Regions from separate parts of the Sus scrofa genome. Here region 1 is linked to region 2. Evidence: chromatin contacts called from public promoter capture Hi-C data. All regions are on one chromosome and are shown on one strand. Each heading gives the region's core, a stretch centred on a gene start, on an enhancer-like site or on the middle of the called end of the contact. The rest is flanking DNA. Distances are from core to core; before and after follow the strand shown. Region 1 holds the start of MED14 (mediator of RNA polymerase II transcription subunit 14). Region 2 holds the start of CXHXorf38.

The links. Promoter capture Hi-C pulls out the DNA fragments that hold promoters and counts their contacts.
Region 1: a contact with region 2 is called in a promoter capture Hi-C map of fetal liver, with 2.2 times the contacts expected there. The contact joins the promoter of MED14 here to the promoter of CXHXorf38 in region 2. A contact is called at or near these places in 2 of 5 promoter capture datasets (fetal liver and liver), 6 of 47 Hi-C or Micro-C datasets (fetal liver, heart right ventricle, liver and 2 more) and 2 of 2 datasets of contacts at active chromatin or transcription factors (alveolar macrophages and skeletal muscle).

The regions. Positions count from the first base shown.
Region 1 is chrX:36,423,499-36,426,198 of Sscrofa11.1, forward strand. MED14 (mediator of RNA polymerase II transcription subunit 14) reads right to left here and starts at 1,339. Exons shown (of 30, transcript XM_021080844.1): 1 at 705-1,339. The coding sequence starts at 919.
Region 2 is chrX:36,350,519-36,353,218 of Sscrofa11.1, forward strand. CXHXorf38 reads right to left here and starts at 1,385. Exons shown (of 7, transcript XM_003135023.4): 1 at 1,053-1,385; 2 at 754-888. The coding sequence starts at 1,268.

The DNA of each region.
Region 1 (2,700 bases), core at 89-2,588, 73 kb after region 2:
GTGTATTCTGATCCTATTCTGAAGGGATTAACAACCTAATCATGTCCCAAGGCATTTCACTGGTAACTTGGTGATTTACAAACTCCCTTCATACCCCAAGAGACAATAACAGCAGGCCAGTCTTAAAAAATCTCTACTTACACTTCATGCGTGAAGACTTCAGTTTTAAATGTTCCAGAAAAACAAACTTGGAACCCCAAATTTTGTATTATTTTATACACATCTCCTGAGTTCAAACTTTGTCAGAAGCAATTACAACCTACATTTAAAATGTACTGTAAGAGGAGGTTGTAAAACAGTTTCCCATCTTTGGGATTTTTTCCTTTTCTTTTCTTTTTTTAAGCTCGAATACTATGTACTCCTAAACCCTAAACTTGGGGCCTGGGTTAAAAAGCCTCCAGCCAAGAAATCAATAGGGCTCAGCTGGCAAATGAGCAAACCTCCCAAAGAAGGGCTTTTCAAGGAAAATCTAACAACGTGCATAATTAACAAGTCTCCGTTGCTTCATCTCCAGAAAGACTTCCAAATGCAAAGCCTCTCCTCCACCTCCTTTGAAGCCCATGAGTTCAGAAATTCTAGACTAAGCAGCCTAGCGAAGAAGAGAAAGCAGCAACCTCTTGGAGGGAAGGAGGTTCGAACCTCTCTCAGGCCATTGGGCGGGAAGGGGGGGGCTGGGGAGCAGGCATGGATTTCGCGGCACTTACAGGTCCGTCAGCACCATGAGCTCCGAGTAGGCCCGGTGCAGCAGAAATTCGATGAGGGTGCTCAGCCGGTAGCCAGGGCTAGCCGCGGCCGCAGCGGCCGCCGCCACGGCGGCTCCGGGAGGAGGAGGCGCCGGGGCTGACGCGGGGCCGCCGCTGCCCCCGCCGCCGCCTCCGGGCGGGACCAGCTGGTGGTTCTCCAGCTGCACTGGGGCCATGGCGGCGCAGGGCCGGGCTTGGCGCAGGGCACAAAATGCGGCCCGCGAGCCTCCCTCACGGGCACTCGGTCACCGCGCCTAAGTGGTCGCGGGCGGATTCGCCGCCGCCTACAGCGGGGCCGCCTCTGAACAGGAAGCCGTGCTGCGGCCGCAGAGGCCCGCCCCCATGTAGCGACGAGCCCGCCGGCTCCAGGGACGGGAGCGAGGGGCGGGGGGAAGCGGGGAGGGCGGGGAAGCCAGGTGGCCGCAGCAGAGAGGCTGCACCCCCGCGACCGATCAGAGGCTGCTCCGCCAGGCAGCCGCAGCGTCCATGTTGACGGCCCAAAGCGGAAGTCGTTAGGCAGAACGGAAGGGGAACCAAAGGGGGACTTCCGACAGCAACCTGCGCCTTTTCTCCGGGCTGTCGGGCGCCGGGACGCTGGGGGCGCGTGGGAGTGGGGCGGGGCCGGCGCGCGGGCAGGAAAAGCGGAAGCGGGGGCCGCCCGCTGCCGGAAGTGAGTGTGAGGGCGGAACCGGTGACGTCACCGCGAACGTCAGCGGTTGCCCCGCCCTTGCTCTCGCCGCTCTCCGGGATTTAAAAGGCTCCCGTTTGCGCTTAGGTGTCGATTAGCGCTTCCCTGGTGGGTGCAACCCGGCCGGGGAGGCTACGCGACCCCAAATGTTCCGGACTTGTGGTTCTGGAATTTCGAAGAAATGGTTGCGGCTGCGCGCTGGTGACTTCTCAGATCTTTGCACCTCCCACAGTCTGCCCATGCGCCTTTCGTGGGATAGAAGACGTGTCCGTCATTGTTGGGTTTTTTTTTAAGCTGTGGGAAAAGAGGCGAAAAAATATGATTGGGGCTAGCAACGGGGCCGCTGGCGGGATAACTTCACTTTAATCAAGTTGGATATATGTTCAGCTAGTTACCGGCCCCCCAAATCCTGGCAGTTCTACCACAAACAGCCCTTAAATCCTCTACCGCTGATTCTCACTTGGTTCTTGTCCTTTCTCTTCAAGAAGCCGCCCTGCCTTCCAAGGGTTTTCAGTTCATCTTCTATGCCCTGCCGCCACTCCCTCCCACCCTCCCTCCGCCGCCGCCTCAAAATCCACGCTTAATTTTGCTTCCTGCTCTAAAGCGGTTATTCTCAACCCTGCCCGCACATTGGAATCATGGCGGGGGCGGGAAGAAGGTGCTGGTTTGGGTGACTTTAAAAGATATTTCTGCCAACCACATAGATTCAGCTTTAATTGGTCTGGGCTTCAGGATTTTTCAAAAGCTCCCTAGGTGATTTTAACCTAGGAAGCGACAACCGCTTAAAAGGGTCAATTGCTGTGACCGTTTTCAAACATCTTTTTGCAGATTCTTATCTGTAACTCTTAGGTGTAAGAGACGCACTTGCTGTTCCCTAAAGTTAAAATACTCTCATTCTTGTCCACTTGTGTAATTCTTAGTCATTCTTGAAGACCATTTACCTGTCTTCTGAGGGTGTAACCTTTGGAGCAGTTAATCACTTAATCAGTAACTAATCACTTGCTCCCTCTTTTGTGATCCTAAAGCACATTTGCACACACAATACCATCATCTACTCATCAAAAGGCATAAGGCTTACTTACAGCCCCCACAGCTGCAGTTGCTGGAAGGCAGATACCCTCTGTAGGATCCATCCCTATGCTGCTATCTCAGGGAACAAACACATTTTTTTCTAAGTTAGCTAGAATCTGCATTTCTTTTGCAGTTGTTTTGATTTGTTTTATTGAAAGTTCTTTTTTCTCTTTTGAAAACTATTGCCTTTGGTTAAAA
Region 2 (2,700 bases), core at 135-2,634:
TGCGCCATGACGGGAACTCCCTGTAACTTCCTCTTTTTTAAAGTTGGGAACAGAGGATGGCCCAATGCTGCACCATAGCAGATGAGTGGGGACTCTGATTCCTGCTTCCCAGGCACCAAGCCTGCACCTGCTGGAACCAGCAAGTAGACTGACTCCAAAAGTAAATTTGTGTTAGGAGGCTACTTTGACTGCCCCTCCTCACCCCCTACTGGGCTTCTGGCAATTATCAAAGAGTCAAAAAAATTCTTCCATCAGCCTGGCTAGTAAGTCACTTCACCAAGATCTGACAACAGACCCAAAAGCCCCTTTTCATCTGGCTGCCTACCATACCCCTGCCTCCCCCAGATTTTATTCCTTAGCTAGCTAGGCACTTAAGGTTCTTTCTATTTTAGCTTTAACTTCCCCTGACTCATTTTGCCATCCTCTCAGCAACCTACAGACAAAATGAGCTCTTCAGGGGGTTACCCTCAAAAACGCCTTGCCTGCTTCTACCTCTGTGCCTGTGCCCACGATGCTCGCTCTACATCTTGCCCCAGCGTCTCTTGCTGAAATTTTTCACTAAGATGCGTTGGGTCCAATATAACAGCCCGGAACCGCCCAGACACTAGACCCTTGATCAAAAACCCAAATCTCTGTGTCTGCATCTGTACATGGGACCCCAGCTTCCACATAGACCCGACAGACGCCCTGGGCTCCAGGTAACCCCTACCTGGTGCGCCAACTCCTCCTTCCCTCCCAACCGCAGAAGCTTACCTTGGCCACCTCCCAGGCGTCGACCGGCCAGCGGCCCGGCCGGCAGTTTCCCCAGTGGACATCTCCATTTCTGTTGGTGTGATGTTTCAAAATTTCCCGTTTCCACTCTGCGCACACCTGACACTGAGGCTGAAACTATAGGGGTCGGAGATGAGGAGGGACCCGGGAGGGAGGGGCATCTGGGCATCTGAGCCTCATGCACTGCGGTCGGCCCCGCCCCGAGGAAGGCAAGGGACACTGCGCCCGGAGAAGGGAACGGGAAGAGGGACCGTGGTCAAGGCCCGGGACCAGATGCTCACCTGGCGGGCACGCGGGCTGCACCGCGAGACGCTGCGGCAGGTGGCGTGGGGGCCCAGGCCGGGGGCGGCGGCGAGCAGGCCGCGGTGGAAGGCGTGCACCTCGCGGCTGACGAAGCCCTGCAGGCAGCCGCGTAGCAGCAGCAGGCAGTGGCCTGCCTTCACCCAGTTCTTGTACTCGGTGCAGTTCAGGCGCGCGGCCAGCTCGGACAGCACCATATCGGCATCGGGACCCGTGGGCCACGGGGCAAGGGGTGGGGCGCACGGCCATGCGCAGGCGCAGAAGCCTGGGAGCGCCTGGGGCAACGGCGCCGTCGTGGGGCGTGGCCCAGGCCGGCAGTGCCTGGAACCCCGCCCCCGCCCCCCCAGGCGGGGCGTTCTAGTTTCCGGGGCTTATCGGCCCCGCCCCAGCCCTAGGTATCAGCAGACGTGTATCTACTTGCCCAGATAGGCTGTACCTGAAACTCTTACCGCCCTTCTCTGTTCCCCCAAACTGAGTCCTCACCAGCTGACTCAGATTCGACTCTCCCGAAGTCCCTTTTTTTTTTTTTTTTTAATTGTAGAAATGTAGACCGTGTTTAAGGCACAGGCCTTGAATTAAACATGTTCCTCGCCTTACACAATTCTAGGGAGTTTACTTAACAGGTTCCTAAGCCCGCCGATTGGCTGTAGCTTGCTTATCTGGACATTAGCGAAACTCGACCGCTGGGTGCCTGGGCCGCGCACCTGTTACGCGCCTGCACCGTGCCAAGGTGACACAAAGCTCAAAAACACCTGCCATTGGGCCACCTAGCCGAGGCAAACAGGACGACACAATCGCCCCCAGTGAGACAAGGACTTCTTCCACTATGGTCCTGAAGCATGGAGCTTAGGTGGTGATGATTTAGTACCCCTGGTTGTAGGATAATTATAGAGCTCCTTGCATAAGGTAATCTGAGTTAAATTTTAAATAAGTGCCAGGAGGGTCATAAGGCAATGGCTTGTCAACTCCAAATGACAAGGGGTCACCTCAGTTTTAGTTGCTTTTAGTGAGCTTCTTGAGCTTGGAAAACATGTTAAAATTGTGTGTAGTCAAAAGGCTCCGAGGGAAGAGTCTAAGCACTGAAGCCTTCCCCTGACTTTGTGTTTCACAGCGAAGTGTTAGTTTTTAGGAGTGCTAGCTCTGGCCTCAAAATGCTGCTTGTCTTGGCTGTTTGATCTTAAGCAGTCTTAATCTGATCTCAGCAAATTAATTCATTTCTCTGGGCCTCAGTTTATTCATTGGTAAAAGGAAGCCCACCCCACCGGGTTTTTTTGACAGTACACGCTGAAATACTTAGAACAGTGCCTGGCAATAGTAAGTTCCCAGGAAATGTTAGCTATTATTTTATATTGACCTAAATGTGCCCTTTCATCAGTCATATTCCTGGGCAAGGTATTTTAACAAATCACTGGCCACCTGGAAATGTGCAGCACAATGCTAGCTGGCCTCTGCTAATTTTTCCTTAAAAACCTCAACACTAAATCCATCCCAAGTAAATTTCAAATCACTCCCTTAGACACTCTATTCTCATTAAACCAAATGAAAAAGGAAACTCCACAAGGAAGAATGAAATATACATTAACATTTTTCCTTTCTGTCCTTTAAGGTCCCTGAATATAAGTCCTTATA